Linked DNA regions of Mus musculus: region 1 is linked to region 2. The links are chromatin contacts, called in public promoter capture Hi-C maps. All regions are on one chromosome and are shown on one strand. The core of a region is the stretch at or near the end of the contact, and the rest is flanking DNA. Distances in the headings are between cores, read along the strand shown. Region 1 has its middle 13 kb from the start of Gm34286. Region 2 holds the start of Daw1 (dynein assembly factor with WDR repeat domains 1).

Region 1 (7,759 bases), core at 1,921-4,420, 360 kb before region 2:
ACTAGTAAGCCCATGGGTCCTCGCATCTTCCGCCCACCTTCTCCACAGTGCAGGATTACAGCAGGCAGCTACGTTCAGCTTTTCTCATAGGTTCTGGGGACTCGAACTTAGGTCTTCATACTTGTGCTGCAAGTGCTCTCAGTTGCTGAGTCATCTCCTCAGGCTTCTATACACTGCTCTCAGCTGCTGAGTCATCTCCTCAGCCTTCTATACACTTCTAATGTCCCTTATTTGTGAGTAGATCACACACTTCCTACAAATGTCAAAGACTTCAAACTGAGCTGGAGTGATGGCTCAGTGGTTAAGGTCCAGTACCGCTTCTCCAAAGGACCTGGGTTTGGTTCCCAGCATCACTGCCTGTAACTCCAGCTCCAGGGGATCTAATGGCATCTTCTGGCCTCTGCGAACCCCCAAACACATATATCATACACTCACATTCATACAAACACATACATAAAAATCCACCAGGGTGGAAAGGTGGCTCAGTGGTTAAGTTTACACTGTTCTTTCAGAGGACCTGAGTTCAGTTCCCAGCACCTACATGAGGCAGCTCACAACTGCCTGTAAACTTGTTTTCGCATAGGTTTAAATGTACAGTGAAGATGCTCTGTTGTCCCTTTTCATCAGTCACCTGATTTCTACCAAAGGTGTCAACCATGCATAGCTAGGTCTCAAGTCCTTTTTAAAGATTGTCTCTAAATAAGTTAGGGAACAATGTTAAGTGAGCGTTCCACCCTCGAACTCAACAGTCAGCTCAGACTGGCCTTGAACTCACAATTCTCCCAGTGCCAGGATTACAGAGATGTCTGCGTCTTTGAGACCATCTTCCTGTTTAAATCCAAATGAATTCTTAAAAGCAATATATCAAATATACATCAGTTTGTACGAAGTGTATTAGCTTGTTAGGCCCAACGAAAGGAAAGCCCTGGTTCTGTAGGGATTTGCTGAAGATCAGTCTGACTAAGAGAACCATGTTTGCACTGTGATTCGGTTCTCTAGAGTCTGATACAGCATATTTCTTGTCCCTTACTGTCTAGTTCCTCTTCCATGAATCATATCAATTAGTCACTAGTCCTTTCCCTTTCACACTGAGAAGGGCCTCAGTCCTGAAAATGAGAGGACAGAGACCTTTGTATGCAAGATTTTTGCTTATGAAGACTCAAAAAAAAAAAAAAGTTGAAGATGCAACTGGACATATAGCACAATACAGTCAAGGACACATTGGGCAATCAAGACATTGGCTGGATCTAGGAAGACAACACATGTGTTCTGTTCCTGCAGCTAGGAGCTGACTGGACCCACAACAGCTTGTGAGATTTCCTAGATGTTTTTACAAAGAAAGGTATGGTGTAAAGCTGAGGCAGGAGGCGCTAGAGTTTAAGGCTAGTCTATACTACATAATGAACATATCAAATAAATGAGTAAGTAAATAAAAGTTCACCAAACAATGCAAAGTTTCTGCATTGAAAAATTGCTTTGATTAGTTTTACTAGCTTAGTGGAAACTAGACTGTGCAAATCTGACACCCTTGGGTGTCTGAGAGAAGAGTCTCATTCCTTTGGTAAGGGACCTGCCTTGGTTCATGAATAACAGTGTGTAATTTCTCATCTTGGCTTACAGAATGGGATCCACTCTTGTGTGCATGTCCCCTGCTGTGCTGGCAGCAGCTAACTGTTAACTTGGGGTCTAATGAACAATTAAAAGCTTTGAAAAAAAAAAAAAACAACTAACAACAACAAAACCAACTCAGCTTCCTAAATCTTAGTATGACACCCTCACTAATTTTTCAACTGCGTTTCACAGTTGAGCCATTTGTCTGAACACTTTATTTATAGGTTGACAATTCTTGGTAGCCTCAGGCAGCTTAGAGTGTCTTTTGTAACAGCAGGGACCCACCTCCTCCTTCAGCAAGCTGTTCTACTTGGAGGGCTTGTGGGAAGGGATGGGGAGCCCGTGTGTTTGGGCTTATGGACTCTGCAGGCTGTCTGGATTCTCTGTGGGAGACCGGTGCCTCTTGCCTGCTCCTTCCTTCCCATGAGGGGGTACATGAGCTTGCTAGGCAGATACTATTGAGCCCAAGGTATCGTGTTTAGAATTTTGCTGGGCAGGTATTATTGAGTCTGAAGATACTGCCTTTAGAGTTTTCCTGAAGTCCAGCCTATGAGGGCAAGAACTCCAAGCAACCACTCCTGATATTTACAGAGAAGACACAGTACAGAAAGGAAGGAGCTGTCGCTGGGACACAGATCGGTCCGTTACCCTATCTGCGTAGTTCCTTGGCCTGTGGGCACAGGTCTGCCATGCAGTGTCTGTGTGATCCTTGAAGTTTCCACATATGCTCGTTTGCTTCTGGTTATTCCAAGTTGGTTGTCTTTTGATCAGTTCTCCCACCCCTATAGGCAGGCCAAGTAAAAACCAATTCAATGACTCCTCTCTCAAGCCCATCGGAGAGAATGGGGATTTCCTAGAGTTTCATTTTTTTCCTATTGCTTCCCAGACACTGCAGGTCCTACTTCCTGTTGTCTTCTATAGAAGCTTCCCTCACCCCCATAGCTCAACAGTCATGTGACCTGCCCTTTCTCTCAATGCTCTCACCTGGATTAGTTTATCTTTTTTTAAAAGATCTATTTGTTTATTTATTTATTTGTTTGTTTATTTAATGTATATGGGTACACTGTAGCTGTACCGATGGTTGTGAGCCATCATGTGATTGCTAGGAATGAAGGTTGCTCGCTCCGGTCTGTCCCACTCACCCTGGTCAGAAGATTTATTTATTATTATATCTAAGTACACTGTAGCTGTCTTCAGATGCACCAGAAGAGGGCGTCAGATCTCATTACTGATGGTTGTGAGCCACCATGTGGTTGCTGGGATTTGAACTCAGGACCTCAGGAAGAGCAGTCAGTGCTCTTAACCACTGAGCCACCTTGCCAGCTCCTGGATTAATTTATCTTTACCATCTTTTATATGTGTCACTAACTACCCAACCCAGACTATGAATGGTCTGAGCTCCCTGAGCATAGAGATATCCGATTACTAAAACATGACCTCACTTGCAGGTATTAAAAATATTTATTAAAAGCTTAGGAAACCTCTACCTATGTGAGGCCCAGTGTCCACAACAACACTCTAGGTGGGGTTCATGACTCATCAAATAACTATGCTTTAGACTTACAGTTTTGTCAACTGATGACAGTTATGGGGAAATGGAAACTTGAGAAGCAGCTGAACTTTGAGAGGAGGCCGCCTTGACATTTGTAAGTAACCAGAGCCCAGTTCAAAGTGCTCAGAACTGAACTGAAGCAATGCATAGTCTCCTGGAGGGTCCAATTAACCAAGGGTCTTCCATTTAGTACACATTTGTTGGAATCCTCCTGCGTAGCAGAATCCATGGTGTGCTCAGGTGAAAAAAAAAATGTACAGGAGACACTCACCCCAGATGTGGGAAGCACTGTCTTATAGACTGAGACCCTAGACCAGATGCTGAAACAGAAAGCAATCTGAGAGTCAGGGACCATCTCTCTACTTCCTGACTGTAGATGAGGTGTGACCTGCCTCGCATTCCGCAGCTGTGACTTCCCTGCTGGGATAGACGGGCCCTCAAACCTCGAGCCAGAATAAACCCTTCCTTCCTTAAGGTGCTATTTTAGGTTTTTGTTTTGTTTTAATTCAAAACAATGAGAACATGGTATGTTTAGAGAGTCCTTTATAAGAGAATCCCCTAGTCTGTGGGCAGAAACAGGAAAGAGCAGTTTACCTTAGGAGATTTTAGTAGCCAAGGAAACAGTAAACCGCCAGGACTCGAAATAGGAATTTCAGAAAGTACTCAGTCCAGGAAGATGTCTCAACCAGGAGCTCATGGGAGGAACCGTGTGTTCAGCAGGCATGAGTGTCAAGACCCGAGCCAGAGGTGAGATAGCGTTAGGAAGAATTATCTGCCAAGCCTGAAGAAGCCCAGCACTGTCTGACTCAGAAGAGCCGGTGCCAGCAACAAGGAGAGGGAAGGAGCAAGCAGAGACAGGCGAAGCAAAGGAAGAAACGTTGCCACATGGCCACGACGCAGCCCAGGGAGGAAATGCTCGTGCAGGAGGAAGTCTCCTGTGCAAACTCGAGATGTGGTGGCCTACAGCTGGAATCCCAGCGTATGGCTTGGGAAGACCGATGGGAGGGTGCAGAGGTGAGAGGAATGTTTAAGCTCAGAAGTTTGAGACCAGCCTACAGCATAGTGAAACTCCATCTGTATAGGAAACCAAAGCCAACAGTCAGGCTCCAAAGATACGGCTCAGTGGTGAAGAGTGTGTACTGGTCTTCAAAGGTCTCGGCTTCAACTCTGAGCATCCGCAACAGATGCACCCAATGCTTGTAACTCAGATGCACAAACTGCCTGTAACTCCAGCCTTAAGGGTATTACCTTCTTCTGGTCTCCACAAAGTGCTCTCTCCCATGTACGCATCCACCACTCCCGCCATATGTATATACAAATACATTAAAATAAATCTGAAAAAAAAATCAGGTGTGAGCAAGGTAAACGGGGGTGGGAAGGAGGGGAAGGGAGGTTGTTGGCCTGCAGTCCATACCCCAGGGCCTGCATGGCGGAAGCATCCAGGTTTGTTGCCCCGGCTCCCATGGGGGGTCTGCCTTTGTCAAGCTTCACAGGAGCAAGTTTTACGCACTCGCGAGTACATGCTATGCAAGAAGCTGAGTTATGTCTTTGCTCCCTCTCACATCTACCCAGGCGAAATGGTTTTCAGAGTCAGTTGAGCTAGCACATCCATTATCTCACAGAGGCTAGAGCATGGTAGAAGGACCTATTGTCTGTCCCCTTAGCAAATGTTCTGTGTTGTCTTGGTCTGCTTTCTGACACTGTAACAAAATGTTTAAAGCTTGGGAATTTACTAAGAAAAGAGGTTCAGATCACTTTGTGGTGGTGGAGGCTGGGAAGTTCGATGTCAGAGGCTCGGCATCCACGGGGCTTCCGGTAAGAAGGGCCTTCCTCTTATGTCAGCAGTATGACACAGCAGAAAGCTTTGCACAAGGGTGACACAGCAAACATATTGGGTAGTGTTACACAAGTCACTCCTCCAATGATCCATTGACCCACAAACATGCTAATCCATTTAGGAGGGCAGACCTGATCAATCTGAGCAAATGCCCCCCATCTCCAGAAAGAACTAACATGAATTTGGGTGGTGAGGTTTCTCACACATGAAACATAAAGGTGAGTTGAGGTGATAATGTCAGTGCTAGAGTCCTTCCCTAACGTGCTCTGAGCTTGAATCACCGCAGAACAAGTTTATGTGTAAAGCATGTGTGTATTATGTGTATACACACATATGCATATATAAAAATGTCTATATAAAAATAGTCAAATCGTAATATATATCACTAACTCTAGTTATTTACTAGTTAATAAGTTGAAATCCTTACTTCAGGAACTCTGAGGAGATGGGGCAGGCGATTGAGACCGGGTTTCATATAGCCATAAATACATTGCATAGCTTAGGATGGCCTTGAACTCCTGATATTCCTGCCTCTATCTCCAAAGTGCTGGGATTACAGGCATGTGTCCCCAATGTCTAGCTTTGGTACAGTTTTGTTGTTGTTGTTGTTTCTTTTGCTTTTGTTTTCAAAACGAGTTTCTCTGTGTAGTCCTGGCTGTCCTGAAACTCCTCTGAAGATGAGGCCGGTCTCGAACTCAGAGATACACCTGCCTCTGCCTCCTGAGAGCTGGAATTAAAGGCATAGACCACCATTACCCCATGGTAGGGTTTTGTTGTTGTTGTTTAGACAAGTAAGTAATTAAAGTCATCTGGTGAGATCGGATCCCATAGACTTTGCACTTTATAAAAAGAGATTAGTGGGCTGGGGGTGTAGCTTAGTGTTGGAGTACTTGTTTGGTAGGCAGGGGGACCTGGACCACAGAATAAGCAGTGTAAGGGGAAGGGGATGCTCATGAAGGCTAGTGGCATTTTTGTGACTGAAGAGTGGTGATAGGCTATATGGTGAGCAAAGCTATAAGTGTTCCCCAGATGGCCCTTCACATCATGGGCTGACTTCTGGGTAAAATGACTATCTCAGGTCATACAGCTGGTATACTCCAAAGTCAGGGTTTGAACTCCAAGGACACCAGAGCATCCTGTACCCTGCCCTTCCCCAGGAGCTTGCTGCCTGGCCTTGGCCACGAGTGCTGATGTGCACTGGGTACAGCCAGCAAGGCTCTTTTATTTCCTTCCGTTCTGCTCTGACCTGTGGGCAGCTGCTGCGAGGAAATGCCAAGTCATAAATAATTCTTACATTAATGCCGAGCAAGGCAGCCGAAAGGGAAATGTCACTAGGAAATGGTATTTCAAATAAGTACAGATTTCATAATTTAGCCATTTCTCATAATGATATTTCCTTAGTTTGGGTTTATGGTAAACTGGTCATCACTCATAAATGTGGGAGACATGTACTATTGCTTGGACATTTGGCCCAGAGATAAATGTGATAGGAAAATGAAGCCATTCCATTGCCTTCTAGAGTTGGACAAATAGACCATAGCAAGGAGAGGAACAATCAGTCTTACTTATTAGAATGGACACTTGTATCTTGAAGTCACCCAACACAGTTATGGTATTGTGACACCCTGTTGCAGCTTATAATACCTAGGCTCCAGGGCACTTGGTCCCAGCTAACTGGAATGTTCATTAGTGTAATTCTGTCACACAGGGCCGTTCTCAACACCAGCATCTTTCCCAGCAAGGCCCCTTCTGGGTGTAGCAATTATCCAGACTGATAGTTTAAAGTCTATTAGGTGGAGCAAGCTTCTGCTGCTGTCCCAACCCCCTAGCCCTAGTCTGCCTATTGTGAGCAGCTGTCCCTAAGCCTTCTGCTTTTTCACAGGAAGCCAGAAATCCAGATTGCATCAGAGATTTCCCAATCACTAAATCTTAGCAACTAATTCAATTTTTTATTTTTCTGAGATCGGGTTTTATGTAGCCTGGTCCGACCTCGAACTCATTGTGCAGTAGGGAGATGACCTGGATTTCTGATTATCCTGTCCCTGCCATAGATGACCATTCCTAGTTTATACTGTACTGGGGATCAAACCCAGGGTATCATGCGTGCTAGGCAAGCACTCTACCAACTGAGCTACATCGTCCACCCAATTTGATTCAACCTTAAAAATAAAGTACAGCTAGGGTAGAAAATACTTTGTATGAGAAATGGTTTGAGCCATGGGCCCCCTGTGGTGACTCCTGCTCTGGTCAGGCCACACTGCCAAGTTGAAGGCTCAAAGGATCTGAAGGGAAGTGTGCTTATTATTAAACAAGCACCGTAAGATTTCTCTTCCCTGTGTGGTCTTCACACATACATTTTGAGACTCTTTCTGATCTTCTTGCCTCTATTTGCCAAATGCTAAGTTTACAGATATAATATGCTCCATTGTGTTTACTGATATGGCTGATACTATAACAATCTTCTTCTCTTCTTCTTCTTCTTCTTCTTCTTCTTCTTCTTCTTCTTCTTCTTCTTCTTCTTCTTCTTCTTCTTCTTCTTCTTCTTCTTCTCCTCCTCCTCCTCCTCCTCCTCCTCCTCCTCCTCCTCCTCCTCCTTCTTCTTCTCCTCCTTCTTCTCCTTCTTCCTCCTCCTTCTCTTCTTCCTCCTCTTCCTCCTTCTCCCCCTCCTCATCTTTCTTCTTATCCTTCTCTTCTTCCTTCCTCTCCCCCTCTTTCTTCTTCTCCTCCTCCTTTCTCCTCCTCCTTCCTCATTTGTGTGT
Region 2 (7,333 bases), core at 4,461-6,960:
GGTGATGGTGCTGGGTCTGGATTTCACCTCAAGGAGTAGGCTGTAAATCAGATCAGAAAGTGGCTAGTTACTCACATAATGTTCATACCACTACTGCACCAGTGGGGACAGATGTTACTGAAGCTCACAGGGTTCAAGGCTGGGTAAGACTGATGATCATTTTTCTTTTCTTGTAGTGTGGAATGTGTCACATCTCTCTGCACCATGAAAGCTAGCCAGTAGAGAGGCGACCCCTCGGTCAGAAACAGCTTGATGTATCCATGGTCCGGGTCTCAAGTGTGTGGTGTCTTCAGCAATAGGGGATTTGATTGCTATCAGGTTCTGGACGGTAACCAATAATTTTTGTAATAGCCTGTAATGTTCAAGGGTCTATGGTACCTCAGTGGCCAACAACTCTGAAAAAGGTAATCCATTCCTGGCACTAGAGTATGTATGTATATATGTATGTATGTATGTATGTATGTATGTATGTATGTATTTATTTATTTATCTTGTAGTGTCTAGTAGGAGCATCATTGTCCTAATATGGGGGCAACTCCATTTTAACTCTTTTCATCTATGTTTATACATACAGACAATGCAAATTTTAATGGACAAAACTAGTTTGGATCATGATTTTGTAAACTTAAATCCAGAAAAGATTGTTTCTCTTGTGATAGCACAGCACAGTGGGGAGTGTGTGGTAGAGCCAAGTGTTCACTTCATGGCTGATATTCAGAAGAGAGAAAGGAAAGAATTGGACCCTTCTATCTGTGTTCAGAACATACCCCTAACCTAAGTGTGACTCAACCTAAGTGTGACTCATTTCAAATCCACCTGAACACTGATTCCTTGGCAGTGTTGTTCAGAATTAGGTACCAGTAACAGTAACATATCCAGCTTTACCAGATCCTTCATGCATATTGACTGACTGACTCAGTGGATCCTTACTGCCAATTTTCAAGCTCCAGGTAAGATCAGATGTTTCTGAGTTTTGCTTTCGGAGTGCAAGGAAGGACACTTGAGGAAGTGGTAAAATGTAACAAGATATCATGTACTCTGGGACTAAGCGGTCCCTCTACTCTGAGGCCCATTGAGCAAGACCACCTCTAGTTTCTGTGCATAGCTCACCTTCCCTGTGTGGCTTTTAATGTCCAATATTCTCTTCCTCTCCAACAGAAGATGGAGGCTGTCTTTTATCTACTGCTCTCAATGAAGGCCCAGTGGTGCAGACTCTTTGCTGATGCAGGTCTCTCTCAAGAAGGGTCCAAATGGATTCCACAAAACCTAACTGTAGATGAAGCTGTACTCCAACTTGGCTCTGTCTGTCCTCCATCAGTGCTGAGCTAGACCCTTGCTGCCTACCCTGACTTCTTGCCTTTGTCTCCTTGCCTTTCTCTCCCTCTATCACTTTTAGGAATGACCCTCTCCCCCACTTTTACCATCCTGGTGACCTTATCACTCTCCCAGCTTGTGTCCACTGGGAGAGTGTCCAATTTGTCAGTTACTGGGATATCTAGAGCACAGCTATGTAATGAATTCCAATTTTTTCCTATGTATTTTTGGGGGGGGGCTCATTCAGATATGAAGATAAGGTCTCTCTCTCTCTCTCTCTCTCTCTCTCTCTCTCTCTCTCTCTGGTGGTTTGAAGAAGAGATTATACTCCATCATCTACAGCATTTGCACACTTGGTTCCCAGTTGCTGGTGCTGTTTGGGGAGGCCTACCAGGTGTGGCCTTGCTGGCACTGGGGGTGGGGATTGGAGAGTTTAAAGAATCCTAGAGTTTTTAGTTCTCTCTCTCTCCCTCCCTCCCTCCCTCCCTCCCTCTCTCTCTCTCTCTCTCTCTCTCTCTCTCTCTCTCTCTCTCTCTCTCTCCCTCCCTCCCTCCCTATCTCTCTCTCCCTCTCTCTCTCTCTCTCTCTCCTTCCTCTATTTTTCTCTTCATGCTTGTGATTTAAGATGTGAGCTTCTAGCTTGTTGCTTCTGCCACCATGTTTGCCTACTGCCACCCTTTCACACCATGATGGTGAGGGACTCCCTCTGGAATCATAAGCCAAGTGAACCCTTCCTTCTGTAAGTTGCCTTGGTCACAGAAACAGAAAAGTAACTATACTCTGACCTGTTATGAATATAGTACAGAAAAGGGCTGACAGTGGAAGATAGGACCCAGCTTGAATCATTCAGTTTGGGTTACTTCAGTCAAACTTATTAAACCAATGCAATCTCAAACTTCATTCTTTGTGATTATTACCAACAAATTTGCTCAGCAAGTGTAGGAAGATAGGAAATGAGCATAGAACAAAATTTTCTGAAGGATTCCCAGATAATTTTGTTGCTTCTATGCCTGGACTATATTGTGAGAACTGAAGGCCACAGTACCTTCACTTGTCTAGCTTGATTGGTTTAGAGGAGTGAAACTAAGGCTACTGACTGCTCAAGGCTGGTCCCCACAAGAACATCTCAGTTCAGACTGCTGCAATAAAGTGTCACGGACCATAGAAATGGATTCCATATGATTCAGGAGGCAGGAAGTCTGAGGGCAGGGTGACCCTCTAGTCAGTTCTGGTGAGTCTCTCTTGTGGGTTTTAGGTTGTTAACAGCCCACTGTATCCTTACATAGAAAGAGGATTGCAGAGCCCATTGGGGGCATCCTTTATACCAGCCTTACCCTCAGGAACTAAGTAGTTCCCCAAGCCCCATTTCCTATACTATCCCTTTTGGGTAAGAATTTGAACATAGGATATTTGGAGAGAGTGGAACAGATAGTCAGCCCACTGCAGGGGACAGACCTAGAGTCAGACACTACATTCTGTAGAAGTCCTTGCCAATGCCGATTGCTCATCTATTGAGGAATTGCACAAAACCACTGAGGGTTCCATCCATGAAGGGTGGTAATGTCACCCTGTGAGAAAGCCACACTAAGCCACAGACTGTGATGCAGACCATCATCTGGGCAGTGTGTGCACGTGTGTGTGTGTGTGTGTGTGTGTGTGTGTGTGTGTGTGTGTGACTCATAGCTCAACACACTGGAGGTGAAAGAACTCTGCATACTTGCACACTGGTTGAGAGACTGGTCCTGTGGCTTCTGGTAATGAGTAAGCAGTAAGTCAACTTTAACCTCAATTTGAGCCACTGCCAAGAGAGATCTGAGTCCATTTGACACTCTACCTGCTTTTTATTTAATGACCTGTTTGTACACAACTAGAAGACAATAGTTTTCTAGGAAAATGGCATATGAGAACTTAGATTGGACATTTGTCAAGGGTTCTGGTTTGTTGAATTAGGACCCTAATGTCCCTAATATAAGAGGTCCTTGGAAGGACTACTATGGTTTTGGAAACTGAATAGAACTCAGTGTGCCATTTCTGAATAATTGTTCTCATACAGAGACCAAGGTAAAGGCCTGTTGACTTCTTGGGAGGTCTTGGCCCTGAAGAAATTGGGATTCAACTTGAAGGGTATGTTTAGTTTGGGTTTGAAGAGGTATGTATTGAGGGCTTGGGCCCCAAATGTAGTGGTGTTCAGAAACAGGGTCTTTTGGAGGTGACTGGGTGACTCTAACTTCATCAATAGATTGACCATTAAGGGAGTCACAGCTTAATTGTCTATTGGGAATTAGTAGCAGCTAAAGGAATTGGGGCCTACTTGGAAGAAGGAGAACATTTAGGGGTTCCCTTAATTTTCCCGTCCCCTCCCTCTGTTTGCTTCCTGGCCACAATGAGGTGGATAGCCTCCTGTAGAACATGCTGTGATGTTTCAAGGATAGACCCCCAAAGTGACCGAGTCAACCATAGACTCAAACCTCAAAAGCCATAATCCAAAATAAGCCCTTCATCATTTAAGTTGATTCCTTTCAGGTATTTTATTATAGTAACGGAAAGCTGACCCAGAGAGAATGGGGTGGGGGCAGTGCTGCCTTTTGGATTGGGTCAAATAATGCATTGTGGGCAGGACTTTCTGAATTGTATCCTCTCTTGTGGACTATGACAGCAGATACTGAAGTAACTTGCTATAGTTATGAAGGCAATGATGCTGTAAAAGAAGCCCTGAGGGCAGGTTTGAATTGTTCTACAGAAACCATGCCCATCAAGATTAATCTAATAGTTCTGCCCAGGTATGTGATGAAAAGAAGGACACTGGGGATGACATAGTCTCTCTGTCCTCAATCAGGCTATGGCAGTCATCAAAGAGAAGATTGAGGAGAAGAGGGGAGTGTTCACAAGAAACTCAAGAAGAGCGAAGACCAGAGTGTGGATACTTCATTCCTCCTTAGAATAGGGAACAAAACACCCATGGAAGGAGTTACAGTGACAAAGTTTGGAGCTAAGATGAAAGGATGGACCATCCAGAGACTACCCTACCCAGGGATCCATCCCATAATCAGCCACCAAACCCAGACACTATTGCATATGCCAGCAAGATTTTGCAGAAAGGACCCTGATATAGCTGTCTCGAGTGAGGCTATGCCAGTGCCTGGCAAATACAGAAGTGGATGCTCACAGTCATTTATAGGATAGAACACAGGGCTTCCAAAGAAGGAGCTAGAGAAAGTACCCAAGGAGATGAAGGGGTCTGCAACCCTATAGGTGGAACAACAATATGAACTAACTAGTACCCCCAGAGCTCGTGTCTCTAGCTGCATAGTAGCAGAAGTTGGCCTAGTCGGCCATCATTAAGAAGAGAGGCCCCTTGGTCTTGCAAACTTTATATGCCCCAGTACAGGGGAATGCCAGGGCCAAGAAGTGGGAGTGGGTGGGTAGGGGAACAGGGAGCGGGGAAGGTATAAGGAACTTTCAGAATAGCATTTGAAATGTAAATAAAGAAAATATCTAATTAAAAAAAGAGGGAAGTGTTCAGTGTTCAGATGGAGCCCAAAGTGGTCACAGATACAGATGAGACTGAACGTGCAAGGCAGCTGGAACGGCTTGAAAGAGAAGATGCAGAAGTGGATGGAGATGACGATGCAGAAGAAATGGAAGCCAAAGCTGAAGATGACATTTTGGAAAACAGTCCAATTTACAGAGTACGAGGCAGCCCTTCCTGGCTGCAAACCCTAGACTTGAAAGTTTTCCAGTATTGGAAACTTGAAAGCTGAATATTTTTATTTCCAAGTATTTAAGTATTCAACAAGCCAGAATCTAAATGCCCTCCTTCATGTCAGCTGTTTTCACATAGTGGCTCTAACACCTCAAGTATTTTTCTAAGGGAGTGGCTTGATTTGACCAGAGACAAATCTTCAACAGCAGTCCTAATATTGGGCTTACAGTTTCCATTGCTCATGTCTCTGGAATGGCACCCTTATGGTTCAGAGATTTACCAGAGGCTCCAAACACAAACAATCAATCACAATCTTTCTATATAAAATGTATTCAAGCGAACATCAAATAAATTTCTGGGATATTTAAAAAAATTGCATAATTGTATTTGCTCTTTATTGAAAACTGTATGAACATTTTATTTTCCACAACTACTCTTTTTATCACACTCTAAAAGAAGCTAAGATAATCAGTCGATTTGGAGAAAATTTAAACAGTTAAAGAATTAACTCTTTTCTATGTGGTGGACCAATGTCAAAACTGGGACACACTGGCTGCTCCTCAGATAGCTTGCTACAGCAAGCTATGGCTGAGCGGCAAGCTGAGTTTACCCAGCTCTGGGCTGCCGCTGGGCTCCCCTGTACCCGCCCAGAAAAACTTGCGCACGCGCCTTAGCGTCCTACTGCTGTTTGTTAGTTTCCATGGCTACGAAGCCCCTCAGGGTAGGAAAGTAGGAAAATGAAGCTTAAGAGCCTCTTGCTTCGCTATTACCCACCAGGTACGGGGTTCCCACGAGTGGGCCCTGGCTTCCCTTTCTGGGATGGTCTGGGACGAAGGAGGGGGCGGGGACTCGAGGAAGGGCTCTGAGTAGCCGGGTCTCAGTGACCAATTGGGACAGGTAGTTAGAGCTCCCCAGTCTGGGTCACCCACCTTTTCATACGCTGCCGACCACTGTTCCTTAAAGTCCTTTATGTGACTCTTTGAGAAAGTCTTTAAACTTTTAAATGCTTTCTAGTAAATTATGAGTCTGAGGAGGGAGGGGCCGAGGGGTAGTGAACAGTGACACCCTGGGACAGTGTTTTCTGGAACAACAGAGATGAATCTACTGTTATTTTAAAGTCTTAATGATCAAGTTAAAGCGAAGGACACATGAAAAGAAAAACTCATACTCCACTGAGCGCGCCACCTTTGTCACACTCTCCAGTTTGCTGCAGTAGGAAATCAGTTTATGATATGAACGTCCAAGGTAACCTGCTTTGTGCGCCTCGCCATGTGCCTTTAAAGAAGGCCAGAATCCTTGATTCCAACGTGGTGATTGTGAATAAGCCCACGAAATGCTGCTGTTTTAGAGTAGGGTATGCTTTTCTGGTGGTCATAAGTTATGTGTTGGGGAGGGGGGTGGGGTTTGCTCACCATGAGAGAATAACTGAAATACAACTTGTTGAGGACAAAATAGGAGGAGAACTCTCAGCTTCTCGAAACTCAAATTAAAAATAAAAGGGTCAGGGGTGGGGTGGGGAGGGCCGCAGTGAGGAAAGTTATTTTCTGACCTCTGCACACATGTTCTGTGGCTCTCATGTGTGCGTGTGCACATACACATAACATAAATGAATAAATGTAATTGACAACAAAGCCCTTAAAACTTGGCTCAGGGTAACGGCTGACTACAACGGCTCAATGAAACATTTGGGTAAAGAAACTGCAGAGATTTCAGAGTAGAGTAAGTGAATTCACTTTGTCCTGGTTTCAGCATGACAGTTTTAAGGGTGTGAACTTGAGGAATCTCAGGGCACGTGTCTCGTTTGCCTCAGCAAAGCAGCCAACATTTTTTAGCCAAAATGTCTAATAGTCAAGGCTGTTATTTCTTTCTTTGAGGCCATCCTGATTTTGTTCCTTTTGTGCTTTGTCCCCTGTCAGCAGGTCATAGGTTCAGCATTTTGTATTTATTTTCTTCAGAAGCTACACAGACAATCCTTTACTCGCCCTGACACCACTTACTGCTCCTCTCTGCTCAGTCTTTTCCATCTATCAATAAATTATATCAGCTCTACTTCCAAAACATTTGGTGAATCTCTCGGTTCAGCCCTCTTTCCCCTCCCAGTTCGACTCAGCATCCTTTCCGTTTGCTGACACACTCCAGCCCAGTCCGTCTCTTGTTGGGAAACTTCAGGGTCTGCTCAAGTGCTTTCTTGGCTTTGAGTCTCATCTACCGTTTGCCAGTAGAATCTGAACCCAACACCTCCAACAATCGCCTAGTATGCTCCTGTTAGGCTTAGAATAAGATCTACAGTCTGAAAGAAATGGCCCAGGCTGCTCT

The links. Promoter capture Hi-C pulls out the DNA fragments that hold promoters and counts their contacts.
Region 1: a contact with region 2 is called in a promoter capture Hi-C map of trophoblast stem cells, with 5 times the contacts expected there. The contact joins the enhancer-like site here to the promoter of Daw1 in region 2. A contact is called at or near these places in 9 of 39 promoter capture datasets (the 3T3-L1 cell line, 3T3-L1-derived adipocytes, embryonic stem cells and 4 more), 6 of 484 Hi-C or Micro-C datasets (the AML12 cell line, the C2C12 cell line, embryonic stem cells and 1 more) and 1 of 115 datasets of contacts at active chromatin or transcription factors (pancreatic cancer cells).

What each region holds. Positions count from the first base shown.
Region 1 is chr1:82,792,266-82,800,024 of GRCm38.p6, forward strand. No RefSeq gene overlaps it. Among named protein-coding and RNA genes, the nearest start is that of Gm34286, 13 kb to the right of the region's middle. Within about 2 kb of position 3,171, at least 121 of the 459 cell types and tissues checked have an H3K27ac peak or open chromatin away from gene starts, as enhancers often do. A contact at or near this core is called in the C2C12 cell line, pancreatic cancer cells and trophoblast stem cells, where this site is marked.
Region 2 is chr1:83,154,045-83,161,377 of GRCm38.p6, forward strand. Daw1 (dynein assembly factor with WDR repeat domains 1) reads left to right here and starts at 5,711. Exons shown (of 13, transcript NM_001372244.1): 1 at 5,711-5,794. The coding sequence starts at 5,755.